Regions from separate parts of the Mus musculus genome. Here all the other regions are linked to region 1. The links are chromatin contacts, called in public HiChIP or PLAC-seq maps. All regions are on one chromosome and are shown on one strand. Each heading gives the region's core, a stretch centred on a gene start, on an enhancer-like site or on the middle of the called end of the contact. The rest is flanking DNA. Distances are from core to core; before and after follow the strand shown. Region 1 has its middle 5.9 kb from the start of Gm39842. Region 2 overlaps Mettl8 (methyltransferase like 8). Region 3 holds the start of Dcaf17 (DDB1 and CUL4 associated factor 17).

Region 1 (3,501 bases), core at 956-3,455:
GCAGGTATCAACTGGATTGGAAAATGGGCAACTGTGCTGCGATTACAAGTACAGATAGAGTGGATGGTGTGACCAACTTGTTCCTTGATAACTTCCATTGCCATGGCGAAGCATCCTTTTCTCCAATTCTAAATTACGGGGCACCATTTTACTCCCAAACAAAGAAGACTTTCTTTTAGTTATTTCAAAGATATAGTTTTTCATAATCTAGTAGTTGAGAGAATCAGACAGGCATGAGTTGGTATATTGGTGAGGAGGCAAAAAAGGATGGAGAAACTACAAATTCACCTTACCCTCAAGAACCGCCATCTGTCTAAGTCTTTAAAACAGACTCTTTATTGCCCTGTTTCTCAGCCTCTGGCTTGAAGTGGAAATTTCTGGGTTTTTTGGAGACTCCGTTGTGTCATGTGATGTTTTTGTCTTGTGAGAGGGTGTTTTGCTGAAGCAGACACATGAGAGGGCGTGTGATGTTTGGGAGAGAGTATAAATGGAACCCCACAGACAGTGAGAGGTTATTCTTGCACTGTGACGCCATGTGACGCTTTGCTGATCTTCACTGGTCTTTACTTCGTAGATAGAAACTCACCGAAGAACTTACTATGTATTATGGCTGGTTCTTGGGGTTTCCGTTGACTTGTACTGAATTAGTGGAGCCTTGCAGTTTCTGCTGGCTTGAGCTGCTACTGATTCATGTTTGGTGTTTGCTATTGTAGTGAAGTGCTGGTCTCCTGACAATGAAGAATGGGAGTCACACACACACACACACACACACACACACCCAAACACACACACACACACACACACACACACACACACACAGGCGCGCGCGCGCCACCAAAAACAAAACAAAAAAACTACTTCTAAACAAGTCCACAAACTCACCTTTTTCTATAAACCTTTTCCTCTACCTCTGATTGGTGGGCTAAAAGGGAGGTTGAAGCATTCAAGAACCCTAAATATAGTAGGTTTAGAGAAAAATCTAATCCTACACTGTGTTGTGGCTCCTTTAGGGTTACATATCAGCTCTTTACATTACATCTCATTATAGTAGCAAAACTACAGTTACAAAGTAGCAACAAAATCATTTTATGATTGGGGTTCTCCACAGCATGAGGAAATGTGTTAAAGGGTTGCAGCATTAGGAAGGTTGAGAACCAAGCATATAACATTTTTATTTGATTTGATAAAGAAAGGAGGGAGAGAAAGAGAATTAGACAAACAAGCTGACACAAATTTCTCTATAAGCTAATTTCATTATCCACAGGCAATGAATACTTAGAGGAGCTACTACCCAGGAAGAGAACATGTCTGCCTTCTGGATGGCAGTGTCAGAGGTAGCTCTTGCCATAGAAACTCAGATGCTGAGATGATGGGACCCTTCCCAGTGTTGTTTGGTCCATGCAATACTTCTCCTTGGATATGAGGCCTCATGTGAAAAATCATGTGATGAATTTTAACCCAGGGAGGGCTGACAGGTAGATCCTGAGGTGTGGGCACTGTCTGTGACTAGCAAGCCTTGCTGGGAGAGCTTGGCCAGTGAAATACCTTGTCTCAGAAACAAAACCAACCAACCAAACAAAACACTAGGTGATTCCTGAGGAATGACACCTGAGGTTGTCCTCTGTCTTCTACATAGCTGTGCACACATGTACACACACACACACACACACAGAGGAACCTACAGACACAGACATAGAAAAAGAAAGAAAGAAAAAAAAAAAGAACAGACCACTATTTGGACAAAGATTTGAAAGTAAATTTTTAGTAATGTAAATTCTACAAATGAGTCACTTGTCATGTTAGAGGGGGTGTGTGGGTGTGGAAACATGGGTAGGAGGAAGCAATTTTGTCTTTAACATGAAGTTCAAAGCTAGAGAAGACAAATTCACGAGATACAACCCTGGAAGCCTAATGAAAATGTCTGCAAGTTCAGAGCTCAGGCCTTGCAAACATGACTAGCTCTGATCATGAAGAGCGAGGACTTGAAGGGAGGGTGAATTCAGTGTGTGCAAAACCATAGGCATAAGGACCTCTCTGTGTGGACTAGAACTGAAACAAGAAAGGCTTGCTGCTGGTTCTGTTGTTTTCGCAGAAACTGGGAGGATTAATGTCTGCAGTAAAATTTGCTGCTGCTTTCATGATCTTGAAACAAGACTTCAAAGTCTGTGATGTAAAAACCTAGCCACTGAGATCCCGAAATGATCAGAATCGAAAGGGCAGGTAGCGCTGATCTGTGTGTGGTGACTTTGATTGGTGTGAATCCCCCTCGAGCACGGAATTAAGCGATGTGGTGAAAATGTTAAGTCCCTGTGCATTTGGTGGCATCTGTGAAACTAAAATGAAGAAAACTGAACCAGGCCTTGAACCCTATCCTAGTGAGATGATGTCCCTGATCCTGGAGTATGGTGGGATCATCCTGATCTGGGATCTCTAGTTCCTGCATGCCCATCAGCTGGCTTTCCTCCTTATACATATTGATTCACAATCCCTCCCTCCCCCTCTTGTCAAACCAGTTCATCTCCTTACAGCTTTGAAAGCTCACTCTCTGGCCAATGAGACTAGCTCCTGGCTCCTCACAGAAGCTGAGTGCCTAGAGAAAACTCCCTTTAGTCTTAACAAACTCAAAGCTAGTACTTGAAAGTAAAGGGGGCTAGAAAAATATAACACCGTAGGTACAACACATGAACCAACAATAGATCCTCCCCAAAATAATATTATTAAATTATTAAATCTCTAAACCAAAGGTATATGGGATTTCTTCTTATCCTTCTGCGATTTTTCTGTTTGCTTAAATTACTTCTATTGAGTACTTTCAAAATAAGTTTAACAACCTGCTTTCCTATTCAGAAACATCAAACTGAAAATACACAAAGAAAAACAAATGAAACATTCATATTGTCTTAGTTCCTTTTCCTGTGACTGTGATAAAATCCACTGACTAAAGCAAGTTAAGGGAGAAAGCAACAGTTCAATATAGGAGGTCAAGATGGTAGCAAGTTCTAATAGGCTCAGTGTCTATCAGATCTTGGTGGAGAAGGCATAGGGGCGGGGCCTTCTAGCACAGAGAACAATGAGTTCATTCAGGCTTGCTAAAGATGACTTTACTTTTTCCCTTGCTATACGGTCCAGGATCCCCTGCCCACAGAATTGTGTTGCCCACAGTGGACTTCCCATCACAATTAATACAGGATAAGCCATCACACACAAATATGCCTACAGTCCAACCTGACCTAGACATCTCTCCCTGAGACCTTCTTTCCAGGTGATTGTAGAGTATATCAAGTTGACAAAGTAACCACATCATATGTGTACTGGCTAGTTTTGTGTCAACTTGACACAGCTGGAGTTATCACAGAAAAAGGAGCTTCATTTGAGGAAATGCCTCCATGAGATCCAACTGTAAGGCATTTTCTCAATTAGTGATCAAGGGGGAAAGGCCCCTTGTGGGTAGGACTATCTCTGGGCTGGTAACCTTGGTTCTATAAGAGAGCAGGCTGAGCA
Region 2 (3,615 bases), core at 240-2,739, 190 kb after region 1:
ATCTGTACTGTTTGCAAGATGTGCTGGGATAAATAAAGGTGGTGCAGAACTTGTGGGAGTGGCCAACCAATGACTGATCTAACTTGAGACCCACACCAGGAGAGAGCCCACACTTGACGTGACACTGCCTGGAGTGGGAGGAGCCAGAGGCTAGACAGCCCAGAGACCTAGGGTAGAACCAAGCACAACTGGCAAATAAAAAATAAAAAATTAATAAACAAAAACAGAAAAAAAAGAGAGACAGAGACAGGGACAGAGAGGGGAGGGAGGGAAGGAAGGAAGGAAGGAGTCAATGAAATGATTCTTAATGATACTCTGCTATACTTGTTAGATTGCATAATCAAGAGAGGCTCCATCCAGCTGATAGGAGAAGACGCAGAGACCCACAGCCAAACATTAGTTGGAGCTCAGGAATCCTGCAGAAGAGGAGGAGGAAGGATTGTAGGAGCCAGAGGTGTCAAGGACACAAGAAAACAGTCCACAGAATCCACTAATCAAGACTCACAGGCCTGACTCATATACACTAAAGCAACAATCAGAAAGCCTGTAAGGTCTGACTTAGGTCCTCTGCATATGTAGCTTGGTGTTCTTGTGGGACTCCTAAGAGCGGGAGTGGGAGCTGTCTCTGACTCTTTTTGCCTGCTTCTGAGAGCCTTTTCCTCCTATTGGGTTGCCTTGTCCAGCTTTAATATGAGGGGAGGTACCGAGTCTTACTGCAGCTTCTTATGCCTTCTTCTGTTGATATCCCTGGGAAGCCTGCTCTTTCCTGAAGGGAAATGGAAGAGGAGTAGATCTGGGGAGGAGGGGAGGTGGCAGGGGAGCTGGGAGGAGAGGATGGGGGAGAAACTGTGGTCAGGATGTAATTAATATATGAGAGGAGAATTGTTTTTTGTTTTTTTTTTTTTAAGAATGTGCTCATGAGGTTTCAAATGGGTCAGGAACTAGAATGGCAAGAGAACACTCATGTTTCATACAGATGGACTTGGCCTTAGCAGAGCATGATATAAATTCAAGCTGAAAGGCAATTATGAGTACAGAAAACTAAGAAGGCGATGAGAAGCTATGTCCCCTGGATCCCGTAGATGGATTGTCACTGGAACCAGTCCTGCCTCTGTCTCCTCACCCCATTGAGCCAACACATTCCCACAGTTATTTAAATCAGCTTCATCTTTCTGTTATCTCTCACTCCCATTTGATACAAAGTCTCACTATGAAACTCAGGCTGGTCAGAAGACCCTGCACTCTGTCTCAATCTCTGAAAGCTGGGGATGTAGTTCAGTGGTGGGGCATTTATCCAGCACGTTCAAGGTCAAATTCGTTCCCCAGCACTGAAAATAAGTAAACAAGCGATAAAGGAACACGTGAAAGAGGCGCACGTGGTTGATAGACTTGATGTGGTGGCAGCCCAGGTTTAACAGAAATAAGGGGCCGAAACAGACAGGAGGAACTGTTTAGTAACTGAGCCTTCTAAATTGGCTACCCTGTGTCTCCTAGTAACAAAAGCAGTAACACTAACAGTGAGAGGGACATGCTGTTTTGAGTGAGAGATTCTTAACCATAGCTAAGACCACAAAGCCACAAACACCTATGAAAAGGAAACACTTGGGCAGGGAGAAAAGCTCAAAGCTGGGCTCCCATTCACCACCTTACTTCCCTCTTCTGCAAGGCAGCCGGCGGTAAAGTTTCCCCACTGGCACGCCTTCTCAAGTAGGTTTTGTCAAACAAGGGTTCCATGATGATGTCGCTGGGTTTTTATTATGATAATAATCTGAAAGCCAAATCAACACGAGCACACGTGTAACCGCTGCTTGGTTTCAGCGCCTGTGTTTGCATTTATGATCTTGTCGGCAACAAGCAGCACAGATGTAATATGTAAATGATGCATCTGAGAACACAGTGCACTGTAAAAAGATTCCGCAGTACTCTGAACAGAGAAAGGCGGTGAGGGAATTGAGCAGACACACAGCACACAACAGCACAGATGGGCCAGGGTCAAAAGAACCTGTGTGGTGATGGCCATGGCCTTGTTTATAATGAGAGCTGCAATTTAGCTTCCCTGGAAAAACAGCAGTCACAGTATAATGCTGTTAGTTTGAGTTTTATTGGTTTTGTCGTAGTGTTTGTACTTATTCCAGTTTTATGGCTGAATAGGCGCTCTGTGCACAAAGAGCACATACCTAGATTTGTGTTCACAGACAACATAGTAAACACATTTTACGTCAACCCAGGAAGCTGAGAATGTTTTGGTTTTTTGGTTTTTGGTCTTTTTTTTCTTGTAACAGTCCCTTACTTCTCAGCATTGAGGAATAAATATGGTGTCAGGAGATTCTGTTCCAGAAGGTTCTACTCTTAGTTCTCCTTAGCAGTCAACTACTCCAAGTTGGGCAGGAGCACGGGAGGACTCTTGGGAAGTGGTGCTTGATGTGGTGAAGAGTGTGGGTTGAGCTGCATCTGGGGTCTGTCACTGTCACTCCACAACTTCCGGCATGATACTTTGATCATTTTGATTTTCTTTAATAAATGTGGCCAATATGGTGTTTTCAAAATACAGGAGGCTTCCAGGAGGGATAGGCATAGTGCTGGGTTCGTGGCAGGCGTCTGATGCTAGCCAAATGTCACCATGGCTAGCGTCAGTTTGGCTCTCCTTAGAATGTCCACAGGGCTCTGTGGCTATCGAACCAAGCTCTTCACCAGGAAGCTTCTTAGCTTAAAGAGCTCTATGGAGTCCCAACTTCCCAAGCCAGCAACACACTGGGCTGGGAAAGAATGCTAAAGCTGATGACAGGATCAGCCCCACTACTTACTGTACTGAAGCCTAGAGGTTCACGTGTAAAATGGAGTTCGTTCTTTTTAAAACAATTTTGTTTAGAGTGCACACACTCATGAGAGAGAGAATATGAATGTATATATACATATATATGTATATATATGTGTGTGTGTGTGTGTGTATGTATAAATACACACACACACATAGAGAGAGCTCAGAAGGAAACTTGAGGAAGTTCTCTCTTACCGTGTGGGTTCCAGAAACTGAACCAAGATCATTAGGTTTGGTTCAAACACCTTTTCCTTCCAGCCACCCCACCAGAACATTTTTAAAGGATGCCCCTTAATGCTTGAAGAAGAGAAAGAAACACAATAAAATTAATGAATAATTAATCCCTACCAACCCCTGCGAGTAATTCGGTGTTGAAGGGCTCAGTTGGGACAAGTCAAACTGACAGTAATACCAAGTCTCTTGCTGCAACAGTGCGGGCAGAAACAGAGGGAGGACGCAGCTGCTTGTGTTCCGGTTCCCCTGAGGAACAGCACCGGGTGAAGACCAGGTGGGTCTCGCATAGATGAGAAAATAGTTAAGGAGCCTGGAAAAATAAAGGCCTATTATAGTCGGCTGAAGCTGGTGGGAGGGGAGGGGCAGAACTGAATAATACAGAGGAGGACGAAGCATCTTATCAGAGATCCCCTGAGAGTCTTCTGAATAGAGGCTCTGAGCTGGGAATGCAGCCATACAGATGAACATGCTCTGGTCTCCCAGAATACTTGTAACACACTGGCTGTGCCAGCATCTGAGGGAGGAGGCGTTGTCCTCACAGACACCTTCCGGGCCATTCTGAA
Region 3 (3,231 bases), core at 569-3,068, 210 kb after region 1:
AATGGGGACTGCCCAAGCCGTGAATATTGTGCAGTCCCTCAGCCAGCTCACTGGCTGTCGACTGTGAGGAAAGAAACCACTTACTATGATGATTTAGGGGCCAAGCTTGATGCCTCGTGGAAAAACCTGAAAAACACTGAGAGGCAACTGGCCTTGAAGTACCACCCTGGTAAGAGTGGACGTGAAGGAGAAGCAAGTAAACAGTCTTCTCAAGCGCACAGAGTTTCCAGAGGTTAAGCATTCAGACCTGGGAGAAACTGGGGGGACTTTGGTCCAAACCAAGAAAGACAGCGCCATTACAGTAGAGCAGCAAGTGAGGGGCATGGCCCTCATGTCTGAATGGGTGGTCTGCATCCAGTTGTTGGGACTTAATATGTTAAAGTGAATGCGCGGAAGGTATGATCACAATATGCCCACTACTTGCTACTGTTTTTGTGGTAATAGTGGAGCATAGTGGCATCTTAGAAGTCATGTGAAAAACAAGCACAGAAACCAAAGCTCAGCCATGGTGGGAGAGCACAGAAAGACAAGAGCTGCGACAAGAAAGACAAAAAGGAAATGATGAGTGCAATTCAGCAATGATTTGCATTTCGCTTCAGCCAAAGAAAATCCAGCTATATTTTTCTGGGTTCCAGCATTTCAGTGACAGCTGCATTCATGAATGACCAAATTAACTATTGTGGAGCTTTCTAAAAATATACAAAGCACTCACTCCACCGTATGCTATAAGCAGGTCATGAAATATCAGGGGGGGAAAAAAAAAACCTCCAACAAAACAACCAAACAAACAAACAAAAAAGCCAGACCCCGAAGGAAATGCATCAAGGGTATAAGAGTTTTCCATTTAAAACAACAAAATGAAACGGCTAACGTTTGATCCAGCACATCCATCCTGTACTGTACTTCTGTCGATCAGAAAGCTGGTGTGCTTACTGACTTTTTCTTTAAGCACTTAAGATCACGGAGTGGCATGCCAAGTCTATTAAGTCTATGTGGGAGATGCAGACACCACACTAAAGGGGTTTACAATGAGGTTACGGGTCGCATTTGGTATACAGTTACGGAAATTTTTAGTATGTTAGTAATTTTGAACACGCAGGCTGAGCTAGTTCACAGAGAATGTTATTTTTTACTTAGAGAAGTCAACCTGGATTATCTTAGGCAGTTCAATAAGAATGCAAACATTTCATATTTTATTCCCTATAAGGGGGAAAAATGGAAGGAGGAAGAAAACACAGCAATTACCACAAAACCAGTCAGGGTCCCCGCTGGCCACACAAGGACGAGCCTTTGGGAAGGAGAAATTCAATCCTACTTTGATGGGAAAAACAGCAACTTTCACCACTAATTACCATACAAAAGCATAGTGGTTACACAACTAAATGTTGAAGTCAACCTCATCCACAACGTCCCAAGTGCGGCTGAGGGAAAGCCACGGGGCGTACCTTTGGAGGGTCCCACTGGCCACAACGCCCCTCTGGACGCGTGGCCAGAGCCTTGCAGGGCCAAAGGAGGGGTTGGCAGTCGTCCCACGACCAGGGCAGAAAGGGACTGCTTCCTGGGACACACAGGTGAAGCGACACCACCAGGTGGCTGCACAGCACCCACCAAAGCTATCCAGGTTTACCGCGTGCAGCCCGGAAGGCTACCCGACCCACTGCGCAGCCCTACGGCGCAGCCTATTAGGGCCAGGAGAGGCGGGCTAGGGGCAGGGAGGGGTGGGGCGGGGCCAGGCCAGCCCTCGCTCTGCCTGACGGGAATTGTAGTTCTGAAAAAGAAGCCATAGGGGCGGAAAAGGCCAAGGGGACTACATTTCCGGGAGAGGGAGTGGATACGGAGGGCCGCGAGGTGCAGCGTTAATCCCGAGAGCAGAAAGAAGGGCCAGGAAGGCGCCGTTGATTCTGTTCCTTTGCGTCAAATCCGTGTGTCGCTACCTCTTGATCTCTGCCCCGAGTCCCCAGCGCGGGGTCCCGCGTCAGCCTTCCTTTGAGGTTCGCAGGTGGCGGCTGCCACCCCTCGCGGAAGTGAGGGGCGCGCCCCTCCTGGGCCCTGCGGACCCCTAGTCTCCATGGGCCGGACCCGGAAGGCCAATGTGTGCCGCAGGCTGAGTCGCCGGGCTCTGGGCTTCTATGCACGCGACGCAGGCGTGGTGCAGAGGACGAACCTGGGCATCCTGCGGGCGCTGGTGTGCCAGGTGACGCCCGCCGAAGTCGGGGTGCCCGGGGTCCAACCTCCTGCCGGGCTGCAGTTTTTTACGCGCTCTGATACCCCTTTGAGGGTCTTACGTGGGGAGGGGCATCCGTGTCCCGCAATTAGGGTATTAGAAAATAGGTACTCAGGTCCGCCGCCTGGCGTAGTTTTTAAAAAGCTTCTTTTGCCTTCCTGCAAACAATCGATTCAAAACTTGGGCATCCAACTAAACCGACATCTATGGGCAGAGGGAGAAAAAAAAAAAAAAAAAAGGAGAAACAATGTACTTTAAAACTGTAGATTTCAACTACCCACCGAAAATGGTTCCATAGCAGGGGACTGAGTTCTTTCCTAAACTGAAATTCTTTGTGTCTTTCAGGAGAGTACTAAATTTAAGAATGTTTGGACAACTCATTCCAAGTCACCTATAGCCTATGAGAGAGGAAGAATATATTTTGACAATTACCGGTGCTGTGTCAGCAGGTAAATTCTTGGTGATGATTTTTTTTTTTTTTTGCTATAATCCACCTGACCCTAGTTTTTATAGAACCACGTGGCTTCTTTAGTACTTAGTGAAATTGGAAGATGAAAAAAAAAAAAAAAATGAGTCCATAATAAAACTAGGTGGAAAATGCATGTGATCTTAAAAACTCGTTAAGTCTAAAGTTTCGGACTTCATCTTTGTAAATACTTTTATTTCACACAAAATTATAGCACAGGCAAAATAATACGTTTCTCAGCACAGTTTGCTGTTTTATACCCATTTAAAGATCAGAGTCCAGAAAATGGGTTGTGAAATAATTAGATGCTGCTTAGGAGACAGGCATTTTGTTTTAGAAGTACTTTTTTTTTTTTCCCAAGAGAAAAAAAATGTTCAAACAAAAGTATAGTATTTGTAGATAAATAGTATTTAACAGCCAGCCTCCATCCATTCAAGGTCAGACTGAAGAGAACGACACAGTGAATTGATGCTTCCATGCCCGTCACCTGGATTAAGGGATTATGGAATTGCCGCTCTTTATCTTTCACTTTGCATCTGTA

Evidence for each region. HiChIP or PLAC-seq counts read pairs in DNA pulled down with a chosen protein or histone mark.
Region 2: a BATF HiChIP or PLAC-seq map of CD8 T cells shows a contact between it and region 1, with 38 read pairs. The contact joins two enhancer-like sites. A contact is called at or near these places in 2 of 15 datasets of contacts at CTCF or cohesin (CD8 T cells and pro-B cells), 16 of 484 Hi-C or Micro-C datasets (B cells, CD4 T cells, the P5424 cell line and 11 more) and 15 of 115 datasets of contacts at active chromatin or transcription factors (the 230-238 cell line, CD8 T cells, the SCID.adh cell line and 9 more).
Region 3: an H3K27ac HiChIP or PLAC-seq map of regulatory T cell precursor shows a contact between it and region 1, with 5 times the contacts expected there. The contact joins the promoter of Dcaf17 here to the enhancer-like site in region 1. A contact is called at or near these places in 6 of 39 promoter capture datasets (cranial neural crest, hematopoietic stem and progenitor cells, hippocampal neurons and 3 more), 2 of 15 datasets of contacts at CTCF or cohesin (CD8 T cells and pro-B cells), 10 of 484 Hi-C or Micro-C datasets (B cells, the C10 cell line, CD4 T cells and 6 more), 16 of 115 datasets of contacts at active chromatin or transcription factors (the 230-238 cell line, CD8 T cells, the SCID.adh cell line and 11 more) and 2 of 9 other capture datasets (adipose tissue and liver).

What each region holds. Positions count from the first base shown.
Region 1 is chr2:70,843,031-70,846,531 of GRCm38.p6, forward strand. No RefSeq gene overlaps it. Among named protein-coding and RNA genes, the nearest start is that of Gm39842, 5.9 kb to the left of the region's middle. Within about 2 kb of position 2,206, at least 22 of the 459 cell types and tissues checked have an H3K27ac peak or open chromatin away from gene starts, as enhancers often do. A contact at or near this core is called in CD8 T cells, the SCID.adh cell line, Th1 cells and 4 more, where this site is marked.
Region 2 is chr2:71,030,787-71,034,401 of GRCm38.p6, forward strand. The region is part of intron 1 of Mettl8 (methyltransferase like 8); the gene reads right to left. Among named protein-coding and RNA genes, the nearest start is that of Mettl8, 23 kb to the right of the region's middle. Within about 2 kb of position 1,490, at least 71 of the 459 cell types and tissues checked have an H3K27ac peak or open chromatin away from gene starts, as enhancers often do. A contact at or near this core is called in CD8 T cells, the SCID.adh cell line, Th1 cells and 3 more, where this site is marked.
Region 3 is chr2:71,053,926-71,057,156 of GRCm38.p6, forward strand. It overlaps Dcaf17 (DDB1 and CUL4 associated factor 17), which reads left to right and starts at 1,819. Exons shown (of 14, transcript NM_001165980.1): 1 at 1,819-2,194; 2 at 2,570-2,673. The coding sequence starts at 2,069. Mettl8 (methyltransferase like 8) reads right to left here and starts at 1,681. Exons shown (of 10, transcript NM_145524.3): 1 at 1,446-1,681.